Linked DNA regions of Mus musculus: region 1 is linked to region 2. A link is a contact called in public Hi-C data. All regions are on one chromosome and are shown on one strand. Each heading gives the region's core, a stretch centred on a gene start, on an enhancer-like site or on the middle of the called end of the contact. The rest is flanking DNA. Distances are from core to core; before and after follow the strand shown. Region 1 has its middle 42 kb from the start of Pmp2. Region 2 holds the start of Gm33169 (a long non-coding RNA gene).

What was found. Hi-C and Micro-C count contacts between places; a contact is called where the count stands out from the background.
Region 1: a Hi-C map of the G1E-ER4 cell line shows a contact between it and region 2, with 2.4 times the contacts expected there. The contact joins two enhancer-like sites. A contact is called at or near these places in 1 of 484 Hi-C or Micro-C datasets (the G1E-ER4 cell line) and 1 of 115 datasets of contacts at active chromatin or transcription factors (regulatory T cells).

What each region holds. Positions count from the first base shown.
Region 1 is chr3:10,139,443-10,143,869 of GRCm38.p6, forward strand. No RefSeq gene overlaps it. Among named protein-coding and RNA genes, the nearest start is that of Pmp2, 42 kb to the right of the region's middle. Within about 2 kb of position 1,554, at least 61 of the 459 cell types and tissues checked have an H3K27ac peak or open chromatin away from gene starts, as enhancers often do. A contact at or near this core is called in the G1E-ER4 cell line, where this site is marked.
Region 2 is chr3:9,663,067-9,667,806 of GRCm38.p6, forward strand. It overlaps Gm33169 (a long non-coding RNA gene), which reads right to left and starts at 52. Exons shown (of 6, transcript XR_878676.2): 1 at 1-52. Within about 2 kb of position 2,990, at least 52 of the 459 cell types and tissues checked have an H3K27ac peak or open chromatin away from gene starts, as enhancers often do. A contact at or near this core is called in the G1E-ER4 cell line, where this site is marked.

The DNA of each region.
Region 1 (4,427 bases), core at 304-2,803, 470 kb after region 2:
TTAGATTCCTGAAGCGATCAGTGAGCCAAGGATGTGTTTAACATCTTTAGTATTTCTTGATGATGATTGTGCTTCATGTGTCTCGTTAAATCAAACCTTGCAAGGTTTGTGATAATTACACTGTTCCTCTAATACCTTTCCCTCCCTCCCTCCCTCCCTCCCTCCCTCCCTCCCTCCCTCCCTCCCTCCCTCCCTCCCTCTCTCCCTCCCTCCTTTTCTCCCTCCCTCCATCCCCCCCCTCCCCAGCATCTCTCCTCTGTGTTCTCTCTGGCATAGTTTCATGTAACTTAGGCTGGCTTTTAACTCACTGTTGCTGTGGATGGCACACACACCTCTTGTACCTCCCGCACACACGTCTCCCTCCCCATTCTGCTGTTACAGTTCCTAACCACCGTACTCTTGGCCTCACACTAGGCGGCCGCTCTGCTTCCTGGGCTGCGTCCCCATGCCTCTAAGTTATCTCCTAAATATTCTTTGGCTTTCCATTATACTTGAGTCTTCAATCAATGGAGACAGAAATGCAGATTATTATTTATGTGTTTTCTACAGGGGAAATCTCTTGTCTCGGTCTGATACTCATGGACTAATCCATCATTAATCATATTTGCATGTATTTCTGCATGTTCCTGGGATGTCAGTTCTGGCTTATATAAATTTCAAAAAGATGCCCAATCTCATTAGTCGCAGAAATGCACACTAATCCATTTCAGATTCATCAAGTTGGCCAAATCAAAGCTTCTAATAACGTTAGGTGTTTACACAGGCCCAGCATTACTGCTGGAGCGAGACTCACAGAGCCACTTCAGAGAAATTCAACACACTATCGGGAATTCAGACTCTGAGAACTGTCAGTTCAGATCCTAAGCACATTCCTCAGAAAGGCCTTCCTCACACGTACACCACGTACACCACGAGGCATAGTCTATATATGCTGATTCTGCAGCAGCACTCACGGCCTGCGAGCTAAAACTCTGGAGTAGAGCCAAACACCTGGCCAGACAGTGTGGCTTCACACTGCAGCTGCACTAGCCTCAGTTCATGTGCTAACGTGGAGAAAACTGAAGTTAGGCCAGGAGTGAAAAGAAGCCGTTGCCAGATGAACAATATAAATTACAGACAGAAATGTTAAAGGATATATAAAATAGTGATAAATGTTTTTTTAAAAGGCAAGGAATGAGTAAGCATTCAGTATGATGCTCATTTCTGCGGAGGGCTGAATGTACAAGGGGTTGATGCTACATTAAAAGGATTGTCAAAATTGTATCTAAAAATTGATGTCTATATATACTAGATAATTCATAATGATATTTTATAGGAAATAATCACCATATTATGTTGGTACAGTAGCCTCAGAAGCCAATGAGGATGGCTATGGAGGCTCTGTTGAGGCCTTTAATAGGAAACCTATTTCCTTCTGTCAGAAACGTAGGATTCACCTCTCGCCCTGGTTAGACACAGACCGCTCTGATCTACCTGGGAATAGTTATAGAGATGAGCCTGTCTATCGCCTTCTAGAGACTGCCACCCAGGAGGTCTGAGTCAGCTAAACCTCCTGAGAGCCCTCCTGAGGGCAGTCACTCAGGGAGCCACATCCTCTGCTAAGACTGCTTGATTTTCTGGGCTACTCAGAAAAACAATATTTTTTTTTTCATTTTCTTCCTTTTATCTCTTTTCCCCAGATGTCAGCATGCTCCCACTGATAGGCTGGCCTTCCTTACTCTTAGTAATGGCTCCATCCCTATGCCCTGTCCTTATCTCCCCTCCTTTTTCTCCCCCCTCCCCCCCCCCCGCAGTTGCTGAATTTACAGGTTGCCTACCCTTAAAATTAAAAAACAAAAAAACAAAAAAAACCCTCCTCAAGTCTGCTTTTAAAATTGTGCTTTAAAGATAATTTTAAATTCTTTATTGATGAGACCAAAAACCCAAAGGGAAAACCCCAATTTCTCCGATAATATATGGCATCTAATGCGGAGATTCCCTAAAGTTTCCTGTAATAATACAACAAGAATTATAGGAATTAATACTTTTTGTGCTGTATATATGTGTTCTTGTGTGTGTTTTCCTGTGTCTATGAGGGTATATGCATGTGTAGTTGTGTGCATGTGTGCAGGGCAGGGATAGGAATGGGGGGGAGGTGTGTCTGGGAGTTCAGAGTCAGCACAGGGTGTTTTCTTCTTCAAATGCTATGTACCTCTCTTTAAAAAATTTTTTTTATTGCACTTTATATACTTATTTTGAGAGTGTGTGTGTGTGTGTGTGTGTGTGCGCGCGCGTGCGCGCGCACATGCGCTCAGGCACTCGTTTGAAGGTCAGGGGATACCTTAAGGGAGTCAGGCCACTCCTCCCAGCACGTGATCCCCGGGATCAAATCCTAAGGATCAAACTTGGCAGCAGGTACCTTTACCCACAGAGCCATCTTGCAGCTCAACACCAGGCAATTTTATTTACCATTTTACAGGTTCCTTCTGGAAACTAGATGCCACAGAAGCGTGAAAAACCCTTGGCAACCTTCCAGAACAAAAGCAGCGTCCAGAGCGCTTTAGCGCAGGCTCGGTGGCTCCTGATAAGCCCTCTGCCGCTGCAGATGGCCAGGGCCATCTTCCTGCTCAACATCCCCTCTTTCTTTTAATTCTTAGGGGTTTGTTTGTTTGTTTGTTTGTTTAAGTATGAATCTGAAGCTTACTGATGAGCTAGACTTAGTGGACAGTGAGCCCCACCCAGGAGGTTGCTAGAAATACAACGCTTGCTGCCAAGGCCAGCTTTAGAGTTGGGGATCTTAACTCAGATGCTTAGGTATTCACTGCAAGCAAGAATTGTTTTTAAAAGGCATCATGGAAAAGGGCTAATGTAAGTATAGTTGCCAGGAAAGCAAAGCAGGGTTTCTAATGGCTCCAGCAAGTGGAGGATTGGGGCAAGGGAGCCGAAAGAATATAGTGAGGGCCAGGACACTGAGAGACAAACCAGTCAAACTTTCAGGGCAGCAAAAGGGACAGTCAGGGACACTCTGCAAGTGCTAGCTTTGCCCCGGGGAGGGAATGCTCTCGCCTAACTTGTGTGCCTGTGCAAAGGTGCGTCCACCCACCGTTTGCTCAGGGAGGAGCACGCTGATGGTGTGCTGCTCCCCAAGCACGCGGCTATTCAATGCTGTCCTTATGTACTGTGTTGGTACAGGTTGGGGACACTGTACCCTCTAAATAATTTTCATTCTCATTTTCCAATGACTGCTTTATAAAAAGTCACCTTAAGCTTTTCTATAACTTCTCTCCACATTATATATCAAAATCAGTTGTTTACTGTAGTTTCTAGAAACAATTACTCAAATCAAGCTGCGAATGTTCTTGCTAGACTTTCTACTCTCCTCTCCTTCTCTTTTCTCTCCTCTTGGAGACAAGGTCTTGCCCTGTAGCCCAGCTGACCTCGAACCCTCAACCCTTTCACATCACCTTACCAATCACTTGTGCTGTGTTTTTTTTTTTAATTGACTTCCTCGATGCCCTAAATTTTGTTCCTAGTTTGATTTATTCCTTGCAGTAACTAAATTCAATGTTGTTCTAAAATTTGCAGAAAACCATTATTGAACCACATCAGAAAAACATTAAACCATTAAAAGATCTTCTCCAGCTGGAACAGTTGTAAAATTTCAGTTGTTCCTTTCCTTCCAAGGTCAGCTGACATGAAGGGACAGGATGTTTGCAGTCAGCGTGCCTTAGCACGAAGGGACACACAGGGCAGCGGCCACCATGCTTGTCCAGTGGGGCTTCCCTAAGGAGGCTGTAACTTCCACAGTCTATCCCAGCCTCCCTTGCTGTCCTGATTCACATCATCGTCCCATTTCTTTGCTCATCTTCCATTCTCTTTCTCTAGAAACAGCCCCACCCACAAGATTACATTTATGAGGCAGTGTCCCAAGACTCAGGAGTGACGCTGGTGGTTCACCCGCGGGCGGTCAATTTCTCAATTTCATTCTGACACCGGCACTCTGGCCTCGCTCATTGTCAGCTCTTCAGAGCTTTTCCTGGGCTACTTCTTAGCGGCTCTGTTTTCTGGGAACCCTTCTGGTAGACAATGGGGAAACAGAGAGGAACGGATCCAGTCTACTTCTGGCGCTGAGAAAAGCCTTCCCCTGGCAAGAATTCAAGCCTGGGGGGGGGGGGGGGGGGACTAGAAAGAAAGAAACAAATTGTTCAACCAGATACTGGATTGAAGGAAATTACTTCAGATATTGGCAGAAACCTAGCAACCTTTATCACGTAGATTCAGGCTATTTTTAAGGTGGATCTCCTGATTTGTTTTGGGTCTCATCCTAGACTTCACTCTCCCAGAAAAACCTATGAAGCTGATCAGAGAAGCAAGATGATCGACTCACCTGTGTGAACGGTCGATTTCTGAGTTCCTACATTTCTGCTGAACATTATAACAGGTAATGC
Region 2 (4,740 bases), core at 1,740-4,239:
CCTTCTCCCAATGGACCACACATGTGAAGGGCCGATCTACCTTCCTGCATGGTTCAAGAGTCTCCTGGTGTGCTTTGATATGAGGCCTAATCTTCCTGGAGTTTCTGACTTCAGCTTATCTCAGCAACTGCAGCGTCCTAGGGAAGCTTTTCTTCAGAACACAGTGTGGCTCCGTGCTTTCCTTCTGATCGAACAGTGCCACCTGCTATGCTGCATTGAGGCAGTGGGTGCACCAAGTGGGCTCACTGCTTTGTATGTATGTGTGTTCATGTGCTTGCGCGTGTGTGCATGTGCGCGCATCTGTATGTGCATGTGCGAGCATGTGTGGCTTTGTGTACTGTGAGTGTGTATATGCGCGTGTGCATGTGGCTTTTGTGCACTGTGCACTCAGTTGCTGATTTCTGTACTCAGAACTCCAGTTGCAGCCCGGACTTTGGCACTGATACTAATATGAAGCATTTCCTGACTCAATGTTTGGTAAAACCTTGTCCTCCACCCTCTTCTGCCTGTGCAGTAAAGAGCTGAACAGCTTATAGCTGGCAGGAGAGGGAAAGGGTCTCAGGTGAGATGGGGGCAGGGGGACTAGCCATTGGAATATTGAAAGAGGCCAGGGCAAGGCCAAGATAGCAGGTGACAAGCTCGTGGCTGGGAACTAGGCCAGGGCAGCATAGTCAGGGTAGAATAGCCCAGTGTCTGCCCATCTACAGTGCAAGAAGCTTTTATAAATATAAAGGTCAGGAACAAAGGAAAGCATATAAAGGCCCCTTCTTTAACGTGTGTGTGTGTGTGTTCATGTATGTGTTTGCTAAGCTAAGCAGGCTAGCTGACCAGAGCTCTAGGGTTCAGCTGTCTGCCTCCCAGCACTGAGATTAAAATCTCACACCAACATGCCCCCACCCCCCACCCCGTCTCTCTGTCTTTCACTGGGTTCTAAAAATTGAAATTTGGTTTTAACTTTTGTGAGCAAGCACTTTACCCACTGAGCGGTCTCTCTAGCCCCCATTTTTTCTCCGTCCCTTGCACTGATGGGTCAGTCTACTGGTGCTTGCCCAGTGACAGCTCAAACACTTGTGTGTAGGGACATCACAGGCCGAGAGCATCTCCTGACTGTAGTTGGCAGAGGCAGGGTTCAGGAATGTTGGAATGCCATTTGACCTCAACAACTGGAAAGGATTAATTTTTCTCTTTGTTTTGGAGGTGAAATCTGGACGTGGAGACACTCAGCGAGTGGCTTTCCCATAGTCACCCAGCCCTGAGCTACACCAGGGGGGAGGGGGGCTGCATTCATTTTGCTTGGAGCTTCAGCTGCAGAATTACAGTTACACAGCCAATCATCGGGGGAAGCAGGAGGACCCATTTGTCTCTGCTCATGTCTCTGGACAACAAGGAACCTAGGCGAATATTTTATACATCAAAGCAGACCTGGCCTCCAGGTTCTCCCAGCATCCCTCAGTCCCTACACCTGGCCCGCAACCCTGAACTTTCCAGGCCAGGGCCTGGCAGAGGCTATTCCCTATATTATCCAGACATTTTGGTCTCTCTCCTCTCTCTTCTTTTCCTTATCTCCTCCCTCCCGTCTCTCTCCATCCCTCTGTCCTTTGTCTCCTTCTCTTCCCCTGCAACACCGCCCCCCCCCAAGGCCGCTCCCCTGACCTCAATTCTTGGGGCCACTGAGGCCATTGAATTTATCCAAGAACAGCTTCTCAAGAAACCTGCATTTAATATATTTGAACTGGCTTGAATTGGCTCATTTCTCAGGTGGAAGTAACCTATTAGATGATGCGAACCCCGGAGGACTTGAGTTCCCAGCCTGATGGCTTGCTCTTTCCTGGCCACATGGGGGCCACCTCTGTCCTTTTATGGTTTACCACTCTATCTATTGTTTCTTCTGCCTCCGTTTACCCATCCCCAATAGCCTATTAGGGCCTAGGACCCTCCGGGCTCTCTCGGCTGAGCGAAGGCAGAGTTAGACCTACCTGAACAAAGGCCTTTGTTTTAGGGGAGCCTCTGATGCAGAGATATCTTATCTGAGGTACACACACACACACACCTACTACCAAGACCATGGGCCTAAGAGTTACCAAGAGAAAGCTGTCCCCCTAAGCTCCGTAACTTTATCTTCTGCCCCTAACATCTAGATGTTCTCTCAGAACCTGCACTCAGGAAAGGTCCAAAAGGTCCAAGGTACAGTTCGGCATGGTGCTCAGGCCTACCCAACACATGCGTCTGCTGGGCCTTCACTTTACAGCTGCAAATGATCCCTCAGAGCCTGGACAGCAATGGAACAGCCAACTCTCCCAGTTTTCTTAGGTTCCTCCAAAACAAAACTTCGTCCCAGTGTCAGCAGAAAGCAGTCAGGGGCAACTAAGGCATTGTTTATTCATCACCATCTGACAGGTTATTTCTCTGCCAGTAAAGTGAGCCAATTCAAGCCAGGTTAGATTATATTAAAGATAGGCTTATTAGGAATCTGCTCTTGGGTAAGTTCACTGAACCCAAAGAGTGAGGCCAGGGGAGTCACTGTCAGAGGTGGGGAAGGGTGGGTGGGGGGAGAGAAAGGACAGGCATGCAGAGCAAAGAAGAGAATGAGAGGAGAGAGACCAAAAAGTCTGCATTATATAGGGAGGAGCCTCTGTGGGAAGGGCAGCCCAGGCCCTGGGCTGGAAAGTTCAGGGTTGGGGGTAAGATATACCAGATAGGGACTGAAGGATGCTGGGAGAATCTGGAGGTCAGGTCTACTTGAATGTGTAAAATATGTACCAGGTCTGAAAGAAAACAATTGTGACCCAGGCTTGTCTAAAAGCAGGGGACAGAAGGCAGGTCATGAGTTGGAAATGACCAATCAGCCCTCTTTCACATAGATAGGACTCAATAATGGAGGTTGGAGTGGTCCCTGAAATTTTGTTAGCAAAGCAAACAGGAAGCAAGCTCACCCCCCCCCACCTTCTGTCTGAGGAGGGTTGGCATCTGCTGACTTCTTGTCAATATTTACTTTCCTGGTCACATGAGCAGACGGAGGATGAGTCATGGTTAACTGACTGCTAAATTAAGAAAATGTAACCAGTGTGATTTCTTTAAAGCACGTTCCCCAAAGCCAGAACCTTCCCGCCACAGCTGCAGCCCCGCCATGCCCTCAACAGCAAAGGTACTCCTCAACACTGCTAAACTGGCGAGCTGTGGGTAAGCAAGTTAAGGATTGGCCTTCTCTTAAGCGCTGTAGCGTCTGAGGATATTCATCTTTGCCTACTAGTGCTGAGCTTCTCCACGGTGACTCCACTCACACTGACTCTTCCCTGTTCCCCAAACTGAATGAAATGGGGTACATCACATTGGGCGCTGCCATTTCTATCAAGCCACAAGGTACTCCTCGACCACTAGCAGTCTCAGAACTGTGGTCCCGTCAGGAACCTACTGAGATACTTGGTGACTTCCTCATGTTACAGACAAGAGACACAGGGGACCAGCAAGGCCAAAGCAGGTTCATAGCCTCGCTTCCAGCCCAGATCTCTGCTAGGAAACCTTTCTCCTGAAGAACAGTGCCACACAGGAAGCCCAGGCTGCAAAGCATGGCATGATGACAGTTCCATCAACAGCTAAGCAAGGATCACCACACAACCCAGCAAGCTCTCATCCCTCAAGGACCAGGCAATGGTTCACCATGCGGCCAGAGAGGGCTCAGTAGGTACAGGAAGACCTCAGTTCAACCTCATTAAGACCCAGGTTTTAAAAAAGCCAATCCACCAACAAACACCTTTAATCCTAGCACTCTGCCAGGGAGGCAGAGGCAGGAGGATGTCTGAATAAGAGACCAGCCTGGTCTACAGAGTGAGTTCCAGGACAGCCAGGGCTACACAGAGAAACCCTGTCTTGGAAAAACACACAAACAAAAACAAGATAGATGACCTGCAAGGAAGGCAGCTGAAGTTGCTTTCTGACTTCCACAGGTGCAGGCCTGCACACAACAGAGGAGGGGACGGGGTGGGGGCTGGGGTGTGGGGTTAACCTGAGACAGCATCTTCCACAAGTGTGACCTTTTCGGTGCGCTTCAGTTCACACAAGCAGGCAAACCTCAGGTTCACTCTTAGCAGCCAGGCCATTTCCCAGGGGAAGGGCCACATCAGCTGAAGAAGGGCCAGGCCTTTCCCTGCAGTTCAGCTTCATCAGGTCTGTACTACCCATACCCAGTCCACTCCCTTTTCAGATTTGCTGACTGTACTCAGACTTCAGTTTCTCATCTTTCCCAGATGAAGTGATGAGGTCAGACACTTGGGTCTCTTCACACAGACACTAGGTCACCTGCTTCTTGCTTTATTTTTATGGAATGTCACACTCTTTGGATACCATTGGTGATTTTTTTTCTCCAGATGAATGGCATTGTGGGTCCTTCCATCCTGGAATTTTGGCACAGGCTAGTGCATGGGCAGGAGTAGGCCTTAGTAACATGGGGCAGTATAAGGGGAAACCCTCTTGTGTCTAGTCACTATTAGGGCCCAAGGATCACCAAAGGAAGACCCCAGACTCAAATAGTATGCAAAGACAAAGATGTTTTATTCTGCAGAAATTAGCAACATGCAGGGGTCAGATAGTCATCAAAAATGGTGACGACCAGAAAGGCTTATAAACCTCCCTTTAATGCAAGGCTAGGGAAACTTACAGAAGGATTAAGTAGCCTCTACTATGATCCGTAGGGCAAACCAGTGACATCAGTACAGTTTGGATTGGTTACTAAGGTTTATTATA